2 separate regions of the Mus musculus genome follow, and region 1 is linked to region 2. The links are chromatin contacts, called in public Hi-C maps. All regions are on one chromosome and are shown on one strand. The core of a region is the stretch at or near the end of the contact, and the rest is flanking DNA. Distances in the headings are between cores, read along the strand shown. Region 1 overlaps Gm27197 (a long non-coding RNA gene). Region 2 overlaps Dennd1a (DENN/MADD domain containing 1A).

Evidence for each region. Hi-C and Micro-C count contacts between places; a contact is called where the count stands out from the background.
Region 1: a contact with region 2 is called in a Hi-C map of cortical neurons, with 2.3 times the contacts expected there. The contact joins two enhancer-like sites. A contact is called at or near these places in 1 of 39 promoter capture datasets (liver), 1 of 484 Hi-C or Micro-C datasets (cortical neurons), 5 of 115 datasets of contacts at active chromatin or transcription factors (embryonic forebrain, embryonic limb bud, forebrain and 2 more) and 4 of 9 other capture datasets (adipose tissue, liver, macrophages and 1 more).

The regions. Positions count from the first base shown.
Region 1 is chr2:38,342,723-38,349,929 of GRCm38.p6, forward strand. Gm27197 (a long non-coding RNA gene) reads right to left here. Exons shown (of 2, transcript XR_374289.3): 1 at 5,145-7,207; 2 at 3,584-5,015. It also overlaps a transcript of Lhx2 not described here. Among named protein-coding and RNA genes, the nearest start is that of Gm27197, 4.4 kb to the right of the region's middle. Within about 2 kb of position 5,244, at least 14 of the 459 cell types and tissues checked have an H3K27ac peak or open chromatin away from gene starts, as enhancers often do. A contact at or near this core is called in cortical neurons, where this site is marked.
Region 2 is chr2:38,243,079-38,250,067 of GRCm38.p6, forward strand. Dennd1a (DENN/MADD domain containing 1A) reads right to left here. Exons shown (of 23, transcript NM_001362973.1): 2 at 324-394. Among named protein-coding and RNA genes, the nearest start is that of Dennd1a, 41 kb to the right of the region's middle. Within about 2 kb of position 5,448, at least 4 of the 459 cell types and tissues checked have an H3K27ac peak or open chromatin away from gene starts, as enhancers often do. A contact at or near this core is called in cortical neurons, where this site is marked.

The DNA.
Region 1 (7,207 bases), core at 3,994-6,493, 99 kb after region 2:
TTCCCCCAATTAACTAATTTCTCATTAATCTAAAGATCTATTTAGAAGGTGTGGAGGGGGTGGAAGATAGAGGTTTAAAGATAATCTCTAATTGGTCTGGAAAATTTAGTCCATGATACCTAGAAACACCCCCTCCCTTTTCCTTCTTTCATCCCCATCTCTCTGGCTCCTTTTCCTATGTCTTTTCTCATTTTTCCTTCTAGAAATTAAAAGGTGAACTTGAAATGAAGGAGTTGCATTTCATCAGACACTGGGGTGGGGGGGGAAGGAAGTGAAAGTGAACTTTTAAATTTTTATTGTTAATAGCAATCTTATTCATAACCATCCAATTAGCTATTTTGTAAGAGACTCATATTCAGGAAAATCACCTCTCACGCAGATTGTGAAACTTAAGCATACAGACAGAATTGATAGTTGAGATTTATTTCAATACCTTAAAAAGACAGAATGTAGAGTTTTAGATATTTTTCTATTTGCAAAACATTCTTTTCAGCTATGTGCACCTCACCAGAGGAGCTCAGACATCCCTATTGACAAATCCTCCCTTGAGATGGAACCAAAATTGCCCCCCCCCCTCTCTCTCTCAAAAGAAAAAAAGTAGATCCATCCTGAAATGGATGAATCTGCTCTGATTGGGTGGACATGCCCTTTCACCTTATTGTGTCTGACCTATCACTTAATTAATCTCTCCCAGATGCAGAGCTGTTGACAATGCCAACGATAAGCAGTATTTGGAACAAAGCAGGAAGCTTTTAAAAGAACAAGCCACAGTGAGGTTTGAGGCTCTTAAAGATGTGTAAATCATCAGCTTTGGAAAGCCGAGTTTGTTAGAACATAGCTGAATGTCAGAAATGGTCCCATGTTTGCTGGAAACTTCCTGTGCCTTTCTTAAGCCACTGATGTCTATGTAGATTCATTTTCTGCCTCTCCCCTCTCTGTTCCTGCCTCACTTTCTTCTGCCTGTCCCTCTGTCTAGACTCAGACTCTCCCTGGCTAGTTTCCTAAAAACTGCCCTTTGCTTCTTAGCCTTGTATTGGGCTCTTCAGATCCTTTTTATACCATTAGAGCTATCAAGGTGGTCAGCTTCAGAGGCTTTGAGTGACAAAATATTGACCGCATTGGCTAGTACCTATGAACAAGTGTGCTGGAGGCACCTTGGTGACATGCAGGGGATAGTACATTAATTAAACAACTTGCTAATTGCTGTTTAAGTTACTATATAGAGAAAATAAAATGGGTTTATAAAAGATGACAATTTGAGGAATTCATAATTTTTTGCTGAAAAGGTTGTTCAAAAACAGGTCCCAGAAACTGCTTTTACTTGTCATCAACTATTCAGCCAAGCTTCAGTTAATGGTAATATATGGTCTGGGACCTTAGCTGGGCCTGACTGATGGAAGATCTTTGTTGAGTCTGGTGCAGGTGGCACTGTTTAATAAGCAAGGGAAGAGTGGGTAATGTAGTGCTTGCACAGAGAAGTAAATGCAAAATAGATCGCTCTAATTATGGCTGCCCACAGAAATGGATGCAAGCTGAACTGGTCAACTGATTGGGAAGTTTCAAACAGATCCAATTGTCCAGTGCCTTTACCCCACCCCCTCCCCTCCTCCTCCTCCTCCTCCCCTTCCTCCTCCTCCCCTTCCTCCTCTTCCTCTCTTCCTCCTCCTCTTCCTTTTTTTTTTCTTATTCACTTTTGAGGGCTGATACAGTTGTTTGAAAGTCAATTTGGAAGAGCTTGTATGACTCCAAACAAGCACAAATTAAAAACCTGAGTCTGCCAACCTACCAATGTCTGCCTTAACTGTCTAGGACCCCTTTATTGGAGGGTCAACGTCAGTGATAGTACGGGGCCATCTGAATACCTCTTCCTGCCAGAGATCCCCACAAGCTCATTGAAGACTAGTTTTCATATTTCATTGCAAAGTGTCAGAGATTTGTTTTTGTTTTGTTTTGTTTGAATCTCTTTATGCTTGAGAAAAAATGAGTCTATAGGAAATCAAAGTGTGAATACTTAAGCAAACAGAATTTCCCATATACCTGCAAGGGCTCTAATGATTTCCATTCATGCAAAGATAATCAATGGGACATTAGTTGTTTTAATTAATGGAAGAATTAAAAAAAATGTTGGGGGAGGGGGTGCCTAGAGGCTGGGCTTTAGCTGAAGCATCTGTGGGAAATGACTCATTTCTCACCTAAAGAGACAATGGCAACTTCCCTGGATAGCAATAAAGATTTGCCAATCAGACCCAGGGAAAAGTTGGACTGGGGATACTTACAGGTCTTTTGCTAAGAGCCCTGGATGAGATGATGGTCATGATGACTATTTCTCTCCCAAACTCACTATTCCTGTTGGAAGGTTGGAAATGTACCTGAACCTACACTAAAGAGAGGAAGCTTCTGGACTCCCGAGGAAGGTGTAATTTGAGTTGAAGCCTGGTATGATCTGTGATGGTAAAATCATATCAAGGCTGGAGAGCACAAAGCAGTGTCCCTTGGTTAGGATGACAGAAAGGATGGGTTTGAATGGATGTGCTAGGTGTGGGATGATTTATAACTAGCAGTAGGGTCTGTAAGTGGGTGCAGTCTTTTGGCCTTTGGTAGGGGATCCTGGGAGAAATTTTTTAAAAAATCCAGAATCTTGAGGCAAAACCTCTTTCTCTTCTATGGAAGTAGTTACCAAACCCACCTTCAGGCTAGTGAGCCATAGCTGGGCACCTCAATCTATTAATGCTGGTGTATGTGAAGCTCATAAAAGATTTATTAGAGAAACTTGTGTTCAAAATGGAGTTTAGGGTGTCTTGCATTCTGAGAAGGATAGTGGAGATGCCTTTGAATAAAGAAAGACTGGTGGGAAAATTTTCCAGTATCAAATGTATGCAATTAAAAGAGATGTCAGCCACCTGGTGGTTTTTCTACTTCCTCTCCCATCACCACCATCCCTACTTCCTCCTACAGAATCTTCCTGATTCTTATTTAAGAAACTAAGTTTTCCTATGTGGGAAAATTTATTGCTGTCTTTAATCTGAAAGACTGAAAGCAGGGGTTGCAAAATGTCCTTTTTAGGACTGGCTAAGTTAAAAAGAACTGACCCTCTAGATACAAGGTGTCCTTGTAGCATAAGAAATGCAAGGCCTCTTGTTGTAATATTCACTTTCCATTCCAGGGCAGTGTGTACCTTTTTGTGGAAATTAGCTGGAGGAAGGAGGAGAATGCAATTAGCTATTGTGTATTTTGTTGCGATTGTTCTTTAAGAATAATTTGATCTGACAGATTTATATTGTTGACAATGTGATTTGAGGAGGGTCCAGATACAAACTTTCCACACCCTAATCAATAATGGTAAATTGTTTTTGCTGAAGGTGAATAATCTCTGACCTAGAATTCATATTCCTTTTACCAATTCCCTGTAATAAAATTGAACATTTTGTCACCACTTTGAGAAACACTGCCAAACACCTTAAAACACATGTCACATGCCAGCAGCCCCTCATTTCTCTCCTCCGGGAGTTTCTACATCTGGAACCATAATCACAGATAAAAACCTTGACAAAATTGCATCTGAGCACATTCCTCTCCACAGCCCTTACTTTCTCATAACATTTAATACAATATTAATACCTGCTACCGAAAGGCAGGAGGGAGGAAAGGGCTGCCAACCTTCACATTTCCCGATGCATCATGTTCAAACCTGAAATTCACACTTCGTGTTTCATTTTAAGTTCAGTGCATTTAACAGGGCCCTAGAGAGAGAGAGAGCGGAGCCCTGGTTAGTTCCCCAACCTTCTCAGCTGACGCCCAGGGAGGCATTTTTTTTTTTCCGAATTGTTCAGATCGCTGCAGGGAGAAGAGGAGGAGGAATTGGGCTCCTGTCTGCCTGCCATGGGCCAAGCTACTTCTCTGTTCTAGTGTCACAGACACGGGACTCCTCTTGGAAATAATGAAGGTCCCACTGACTTGTACTGTCAATACTGGTGATCAGCAGATCTCTGTATGGTATGACCAAAACAATGAACAGATTTCATAGTGAAAGAGCCATGCCTGAGCACATTTGCTGCTGCAGAAAACCTCTCTCATCAATATAAAGCAGCCTTCCCTTGTCCAAACAAGGCCCGCAAGCCTTGTGGGGTGAAGACAGTCCTCCCTGAAGATGCAGGGCTCCTTGACTGTCTCTGTGACCCTCACCCCAGCTTCTCCTAGTGCTGTCTCCTCCCCACATTCCTTTTCCTGGTGGGGGAAAATCATTTCATTTTTCTGCTCTATAGGAAAGAAACAGGTTAGAAAGAAGGCAAAAGTGCAGGAACCATTCCCCAGTGGGGTCTCCTGGGGGCACATGGGGTAACCTGGAGACGGATTTTCAGATGCTGGTGGCTTTGTTCAGTTGATGCTCTCATAACAGATCAGGCCTCTTCCCACTTAAAATGTAAGCACCCAGGTTTCTGAAATGAGTAACCAGCATCAGTAACAGTAACAACACACACACACACACACACACACACACACACAGAGAGAGAGAGAGAGAGAGAGAGAGAGAGAGAGAATATTTATATAAGCAAGGAATGTAATTTGCTGAACGGTACAAGCAAACACAGAGAAGTTATGCTTTACGCGGGGGACAGGGGAAATAGTGGTGGGCCACTGGCTCTGTGACTGAAGTCAACAGCTTTAAGAAAACAGTCCTTTCCGTTGTGAGGCCAGGAAGAAATGTTGGCAGAGTCTCTTTCTCCCCCACAGTTGTTATTCGAGAGGTTTCCGGAACCCTAAACCCCAGCTTCATCCTCAGAGCTTGAGGCAATCCTTTAGTAGTACCACCGGAGCCCCAGGCAGGAGAGTCTGGGGCCAAAGGGTGGGGCGGTTCCCCTGCGCAGAGCCCTTCCAGGATGGCTCCCCAGTCCGAGGTTTGTTCTATCTGCCTTTCCCTCCGGGGAGACTCCAAAGGCTGTAGAAATCTGGGCGCCCGCTTGCTCGCTTGTCAAAAAGCAAACTGTCTTCACATACTCCAAGAGTAACATCCCTGCCTAGGAAGAGGAAGGAAAGAGGCAAAATAAATAAAACCAGTTAATGTTGTAGTTAACTTGCAAATCAAGTAAATCTGTTGGTGCCGTATTTGAGAAATAAACCACGAGAGCGTCACAGCAAACACACACTTCTGAACGTCTTCATTTTGATTTAATGGTATATCAGCGTCAACTATCGCTTCCTCTGCTGGTACACTCGGCCTGATGCCGCGGGAGGAGGGTGCCCATGTTTATCACCGAGTGAGATGACTAATTACACCTTGTCAATCACCGGCTATGAAGACATAAAACCAGCGCGCACAATGAAATAGTTGCCTGCAGCGTCAATTAGTTGGCGATTCCGAGGGTATTTGCGTGGCCCTGCTTTGGCCGCTCTAATAACGGGACAGAGCGCCGGGAACAGCGCGCAGATCAATCACCCTGGTTCCGCTGCGGCCGGCGCCCTCCTCCCCCCTTCTCCCCTCCTCCAGCCTGGCCTCACTTTCTCCCTGGGCTGGGCGCTTCCTCCCTCCGCGGCCCCGGCCGGGTGGCGCCGCCTGCCCCGGGAGCCCCGGGAAGTTTGCGCGCGGCATCTCCGCAGCCGGCAGCCGGGAGCCCCGCAGCCTTCGGGGAGCGCCAGGGCTGGTGGCCCTTTTGTTGGAGAAGGCGTGGAGGCGCGCTTTTGTTCTGAGTTAGTCACGGTGGCCGGCTGGAGGCTGCTACCTCATTATGCGGCGGGTCTGCTAGTCTGCGGGGAAGCAGATGGTAGGGAGGTAGGCAGTGGCTGCAGTGGCCAGACCTGAATCCCGTTCACCTGTCACCTTCCACAAAACACAGGGTACCCGGAACTGAGGGTGCTTTACCCCTGACAGGGGGAGAGGGTCGAGGACATTTGTGAATGTTTCAGTTACCTGTCCTAGCCTGATCCTCACCCCATCCCCACCCCACCCCCCTGCATTTCTCTAGGCTGCGTTTCCTCGCACTGTGTAAATGTCACTCACGTGTCAGGATCTGTGTTTACAGCCTGTTCCTCGCCTTGCCTAGTCTCCCAGGACAGGGCAAAGCGACGTCTCCCAATGATTAACAAACTTAGCGGCCTCTGAACCCTGGGCCGGGGTGCCCAGATGCCTCCCCGCGGCGGGATATGAGCTTGAGCCTCCAATAGACACTATTGCGTCCTAACCAGATGCGAGGAATAAATAGAGAAGTGCCCCATGGGGATCCCAACAGCCGGAAAGTTGAGGCCAAGGATGGGTGGGGACTGCCGGTCAGAGAGGTGGGTACCGAGTGGTGTACATCTCTTTATGGGTATAATTCCCTACCCTCTGGGCAGCTTTTAACAAGAATCACCAAGTATCCCCTCCCCAGCTCTGAAGGCAGCCCCTTGAGTCCAGCCAGCACCAAGGACATCACCCCAGGCTTCCTACAAAGTTTCCTGCCCCTTGAACAACCTCCAGACCAACACTGGTGACTCCCAGATTCAATTTTCATTTCCTACTTTCTTTGAGAAAAGAAAAAACCCCACAAAACTGTCCCAGATACCCCAGTATAACGTGCTAATATATTCCTAGAGTTGATCGTGGGCCAGCGTCTATGTGGGCACTGAAGGACTGTCTGTGTGGTTGCACATGCACATGCCTGTCTTTAGATTGATGGTCTCTCCCTAAAGTTAGAGCATCTTTACACATGCAGTGTGTACATACACATGCATAACTTAAAGAGTTTTTGCAAATACACCTGATAGGAGCTCACAGAAGATCAAGTAGGCTCGCCTTAGCACACAAGTGTTAGTCCTGGATGTTCAGATGCCTCCTCCGTATGATGCCCACCTGTATACCTCCTGTACTGTTGTGCTGGTTATTAACAAAGATAAAATTCGTGCTGGCTGTATTTTTGCCAAAAAGAGACGAGCATGAACATTTTCACACATGGGCACGAGCTTAGGCAACACCAGTGCAACACCTACTTGTGAGCAAAAGTTATGTACACTATGTAAAAAGTATGACTTCATGCTGCCTCAACTGTGTGTCCTGTGAGATAAACTACAGAGGTCCTGGCTTCCCTTTAATTGTGCCAGGCAAGCAGACATTTCAGACTTCATTTCTCCCCACTATCACATGGAAAGAAAGCAACTTGTAAAACGGACCTAGAAAGGAGTTTCAGTAACTGTCTTGCCCTTTTTCTTTTTCACCCCAAATCACATTTTCTTTTCT
Region 2 (6,989 bases), core at 4,198-6,697:
CCTGCAGTCTAATTCCATTAAATTGCATTGCTCATTAGCAAGGCCTAATAAGTTGGTTTCCAAGCATCCGTGATAGATGCAAACCAACACTCAATGATAAAAATAAATAAAGCCATATTTCAAGCCTGCTAAAGCAGTGGATCCCAAAGTATTCACTGTGCTTTTTATTCTCCCACCTTTCCAGGATGACATGAGTATGAGAAACAATGAAAGACACTTAGAAAAAACTTAAAGACATCACATTATTCATCTATTTTCTGCTGTGTACAGCTATTCCATACAATGAAGACACATATCATTATCATAATTAAATGAATGAGTACCTGAAAGAGTGCCACCTGTCCTAGGATAAGCCACTTCCACATACACTTCAAATGTAGTCTCTGGGTTTTGCCTACAAAGGAAACATATCATGATTACTGATTGAGGCAACATTATGCAAAACATATGGAATTCGGTGTGAAGTAGATTTCAATTGAATAGCTGTGAAAGTTTGGGCAGGGTATTTAACTTCTGGGCCACAACCTTCATAGCATACAAGATAAAAATAGCTATCCCCAAGCACTGTGAAACTTTAAGAAAATACACAGCAGTAATCTGGACACAATGTCTGGACATAGTAAGTTAACCATGACTATGACTTAACCTGTGTCATTTCTAACTTCTACCGCATCTCCAAAGCTGTAGGGAGAATTTCTGAGGAAATTCAGCTCAAAGCAACAACAGTTAAAAGCAGCACACTTTGCTACATTACTAGATAAAGCACACATATGACAAAAAATGGTGTGTTACTAATACAGCTTTGGAATACCAAACTAGAGAAACAATCACCTCACTAGACTATTCTGAACGTGAGAAGTTAATCTAAATTTAAGACATCATTTGCCTGCATTGGCAATAGCATGTGTATGAATGCTTACTATTATATTCCTTTACCTTTTTAATGTCATGAGCATTCATAATAAACTCATGGAAGACCAGAGCACTACCAGAATGTTTATAGTTGTTAGTTCTGCTTTATAAAAATGTATGGTTTTATTATCTTTTCTGCTATAACAAAAAGATAACTACTTCCAGACTGAATAAAAATCATTTAGCAAACCAGGCACAGTGATAAATACCTAAGTAAACTATATTTGAAACCTGACAATAAAGCTCAAATATGAACTTTTCTAAGTTATTTAATAATATCTAAGGGCCTAAATTTAAACCAAAGAAATACTTAGAATGTTCCCAGAAAAACCTACATTTCCTACATGAGATAAATTTTATCTCATGCAATCCTTAATGTGGCACTGTAAGGTGTGGGGCTGTCACTCTCACTGTGCAAGTGAGGGGCCTAATGAAATACAGTCTAAAGAACTTATCTGCCTCCCTTAGCTGGTTGTCCATGTTTCATTGACTAGACAATGACCTTTGGTCCCTGATACTTTCACATCCTCAGCCCACTGTAAACAGTTGCCATTGTAAATGGTAACATTTTTCTTAGTAACTCATAAAATAACCATCCATCATATAAATAGTAGCATCTTAAGAGTCAAGAAAATAAGGTAATGCTTGCTCTATTTCTGTAGTAGAAAGAAAAATGTTTTCTAATTTGTGAAAGATCAGTTTTTCGCTATAAAAAAAAACCTGAAGCTTTAGCTTTAAATAAGTGCCTTGAGTAGAGAGAGTTGACTGTTCTAAAATTCAAGGTATTTAAATATATTTTGTTAAATATAGTTACCAAAAAATAAGATACTAAATCAGATCATCTTACTTAAAAAAATGAAAAATAATAAAGTAAACTTAAGTCTTTAGGGCTTAAAAAGCTTGCTTTCCCCACCACCACCAAAAGGGTAGAAATGACCTTTAAAATTGGCACCAAAATGTATATGAAATACCACACGGAAACATCCCTTCCAGTCAGAAACCTCAAGGTAGAGCATTTGACAAAAGGGGTGCTTTTCTGTCACAAACAGTAGATGGTAGAATGTGAAAAGCATTAGGAAGATTGCCACCTAAAAACCTTTCTTTGACAAATGGCTGGATTTCATCTCAGAACATTGTTTTTCTGGATTAAAACAGATTTCAAGATGTACTTTTGCACAAAGCTGGAAGTAGTGGCACACCCTTTTAATCGGGAGGATCTCTGTGAGTTCGAGGTCAGCTTGGTCTGCATAGTAAGTTCTAGGACAGCCAGGGATACATAGAGACCCTGTTTCAAAAAATAAAATAAAGTAAAAATGTGTTCTAAGCAGCCCTAGGTCCCTGTGGATACTCTTCAGAGCTTCCACACATTTTTTTAACTTCATTTCCACTTCTTCAACTTGTTTTTAGATGTTATTAAAATTAAAATGATGAGCATGTGAAAGTGCTACATTCAAATTCTGAAACAATTACAAACCACGCCTTAACCTGTGTCACAGCACATTTGTACAGGCCTACTCTAAGGAAAGGAAGCCCTAACTAGCTGTTCTCATTGCTTCTGGTCCGTCTTTCTTCCTGGAACATATTTCAAGCAGACAGCAGAAAACCATTGTATCACTGCAATAACTTGCCGTGGACACCAAAGACTTACACATGCATCTGCATTAAAATGCACAGTTCTGAGTGCTTGCCTTATCCTCCAAGCAGCTTTGGAACAGCTGATCAATTGCCTTCCTCCTTCAAACATATTCTTCCTTTCCGTTCCAGGAGATCCCCTCTGATGGTTCTCTGCCTTTCTTACTGGTGCTTCTCTGCTGAACTCACTCTTGAACCTGATCAAGACTCTGCTGTCTATACTCATTACCTAGATGATCTCATTCAGTCTCAGGGCTTTAATTACTGAGCAAATGCTGGCAAGCCCCTAAATCCTATCTTCAACCTGACTTCTTCCCTGATTCCAGATTTCTTAAGCCTACTCAACACTTATGCTTAGACACCTCAAACACATTTTAATTTAACATATGTTTTTATTTCCCAAAATTCTACCTCCTGAACTCTACCAGCTATCCAAACCAACAAAACTTACTTTCTCTGACCTCTTTATATGTCATTGCCAACTAGTCAGCCAGCTCTGCTTGCTGCTATCAGATTCTACTACCAAAATGTATCCAGGTGAGTTGGGAAATTAACATTTTTTAAATTAGGTATTTTCTTCATTTACATTTCCAATGCTATCCCAAAAGTCCCCCATGCCCCCCCACCACTCTCCTACTTACCCTCTCCCACTTCTTGGCCCTGGCATTCCCCTGTACTGAGGCATATAAAGTTTGCAAGACCGAGGGGCCTCTCTTTCCAATGATGGCCAACTAGGCCATCTTCTGATACATATGCAGCTAGAGACAAGAGCTCCGGGGTACTGGTTAGTTCATATTGTTGTTCCACCTATAGGGTTGCAGACCCCTTCAGCTCCTTGGGTACTTTCTCTACCTCCTCCATTGGGGGCCCTGTGTTCCATCCAATAGCTGACTGTGAGCATCCATTTCTGTGTTTGCTAGGCCCCCGCATAGCCTCACAAGAGACAGCTATATCAGGGTCCTTTCAGCAAAATCTTGCTAGTGTATGCAATGGTGTCAGGGTTTGGAGGCTGATTATGGGATAGATCCCCGGATATGGCAGTCTCTAGATGGTCCATCCTTTCGTCTCAGCTCCAAACTTTGTCTCTGTAACTCTTTCCATGGGTGTTTTGTTCCCAATTCTAAGAAGGGGCAAAGTGTCCACACTTTGGTCTTTGTTCTTCTTGAGTTTCATGTGTTTTGCAAATTGTATCTTATATCTTGGGTATTCTAAGTTTCTGGGCTAATATCCACTTATCAGTGAGCACATATCATGTGAGTTCTTTTATGACTGGGTTATCTCACTCAGGATGATGCCCTTCAGGTCCATCCATTTGCCTAGGAATTTCATAATTCATTCTTTTTAATAGCTGAGTGGAAATTAACATTTAGCTTAGTGGACCCATGCCTCTATGTTCTGCTCCAGCACACACATACTCCAAAAAATTAAGTAAATAAAAATCCAGAGCAGTGTGCTTCGTGGTACCCACAGTTAATGCATTACTCTCCTGACAGTCTCCCTACTTCCATTCTTTCCTCCATATGATTATACCTCTATTTTTCATGCAGCGGTCCGTTCATTCTAAAATTCAGACCATGTCAGCCCTTCATGCTAAATGTATCCAAAGCATTCCACATACACAAACCCCACAAACTTCAAATTCTAGTGCCAGATGGATGCAGAACAATACAGATGCATCTAATGCCATTGAACTGAGCACTTTTAAATGGTTAGAATAAACATTTTTATTTTATGTATATTGCCATAATTTTTTAAAATAGAGTTAAAGACAAAGGGGAGGCAGAGCCTACATGATCTGGCCTCTGCATACCTATCTGATTTCTTTCTTCTGGCTCACTAGACCCAGGCACACTGGTCTTCTGCCGCTCACTCACCCCTATGTTAAGACCCTTCACAGAAATTTTCACATAGTGATTCTTTCTGTCACTCAAAACCCTACTCAGAAAGACCAACTCCATCACACTGTCCAGCACCTAATTTAATTCTCCACATTATACCAGTCTCAACACTGGTTATGGTTAGCTTTCCTCTTCTACACATAAGCTGCTGAAGAACAGGGTATGGTCTCTCATGTCAGGTAGTGTTTCCTCCATACCTAACCACGTAGATATTTGTAAGGGACAAAGGAAGTGGAAACTAGTCTTCCAGGAGTCTAAAAGAAATGAAAGGTATGATCATCCAGGTCCACATGCTTCAATCTTTAGTATGGACTACAATTAATTAGAGGACTAATTAAAAGACAGACTTCTTCCTCCCAGAATCTTCCTAACAAGTAGCCAGTAGCTCATAGCAGTTCTACTTGACTTGTGACCATATTTTAGAACCACTGATCCAGTCAACTGGAATTCTCCCAAATAATTTAGTGTATACTACTAAATTGTACATAAAATGAATAGAGTACATCTCAGTACCTTTCAATGTTATTTTTCTAATGAAAGGTATGTTTCAAAGAAAAAGGTCATTTGTAGAAACAAGTATCCCAAGAATACAAGTAGAAAGAAAGAGAGAGAGAGAGAGAGAGAGAGAGAGAGAGAAAGAGGGAGTGAGTATTCCTGCCTTTCTGTCTCTCCCTCCTCCCCTCACTCCAATGGATTAAGTAATAAGCCTAAGATTCTTAGCTCAGCAGGCAGAGTTCTACTGTGTGGAGCCAAAGATTATAACAGCCAGCCTGTCAGCCAGTCAATCAGTCAGCCAGCCAGTGTTGTCTGTCTGTCTCTGTCTCTGTGTGTGTGTGTCTGTCTGTCTGTCTGTCTGTCTCTCTCTCTCTCTCTCTTTCTCTCTCTCTCTCTCTCTCAAAAGAAAGAAAGCAGAAGCTGACTAAAATGCTAAGAACAAACTGGTCTATAATTATAAGCTCTAGTCATGCTTACCCATGATGGTTTACATGTTGCCTTATGGAAGAAGTGGTGACTAATGTTGTGACAGGTTACATAACATAACAAATATACATAAGTTATTTTAAGGGCCAATGAAGCCAGTGCAGATGGAGACATTTTTTTATTTCTCTGCAAATCAAAAAGTAAATTAAAAAGTGCCTCCTCTAAATGCAAGTGGCCAAGCAATCCTTTCTTAATTTTCTCATTAAACCTGTAAACAATAAAGGCCATAGCAACTTGCACAGGATCTGAGAGCACCTTGAGACCGCTTATTCCTCCAACACTCTTCAAGACACTCAGTATTTTTAACTACTTGGCTAAAGAAGCTGAAAATCCTATTTCTGTCCTATTAACACTCACTGCTAATTTAGAACACGTAATGATGCTGAGAATACCATGTTCAGAGCCAATTTTCCAATATGGACCCAAGTTTTCCCAGAGCCCTTTGTGATACATCTTAGCATATTACCATGGAAATGTCCTGGTTCTGCCATGATGCCCCATTATTAATTGCCTTTTACTCTTATACGTGCCCTCATCTGGGACTCTGCCTGCCAAACATATTCTTTGCCACTCACTAGCATATCCTATGGTGTTGCACCGTAAATTCTAGCCATAAAGAACCAGGATGTCTCTATCAAACCATGTTCCGATTCTAGTAATAGTATTATTACTGTACAACGACCATCATTTACTAAATATTTCTTGGATTCTGTGATCATAAACAGTGCTTTTGCAGGACCACAAATAATTTTCTACAACTCCTAATATAGGTTACATTTAGCCCTGGATTGGAGATTAGAACCACTAAGGCCCACAAATAGCACAAATGCTAAAGACAAGGCAAGGAAACAGCAAAAGACCATGGAACTGACACATAAGGCACCAGGCACTTGCCTGTCCTAAATTACTCAGCTGCTCTTCCCTTCAACAAGGACCTATCTTCTCAGCCTTTCAAGAAGTTTCTAATCTCAAACTTCAGCTCAAGTCTCCTATGATGGCTAGTTTTATGTCAACTTGACACAAGCTAGAGTCACTGGCAGGGATGGAGCCTCAATTGAGAAAATGCCTCCATAAGATCTGGTTGAGGCAAACCAGTAGGGTATTTTCTTAATTAGTAATTGGTGGAGGAGGACACAGCCCATGGTGGCTGGTGTCACCCCTGGGCTGGTGGTCCTGGGTTCTATAAGAAAGTAGGCTGAGCAAACCATGTGACGCAAGCCAGTTAACAGCACTCCTCCATGTCCTCTGCATCAGTTCCTGACTCCGGGTGTCTGCCCTGTTTGAATTCCAGCCCTGACTTCCTTCAGTGGTGAACAGTGATGTGGAAATGCAAGCCAAATAAACCCTTTCCTCTCCCAAGTTGCTTTGGTCATGATGTTTCAACACAGCAATAGAAACCCTAACTAAGACACTCCTTATGCCTTGAAGTTTTCTGCCAAGTTTAAGTGCCCCTCCTCTGTACTGTGCTTCCCACTCTCCAGGCTCTTATTGAATTCAACCTGGATACAATTATGGCTACCTAGAGAGTTTTAAGAATCTTGATGCCCATGATGTACGGTACATAGA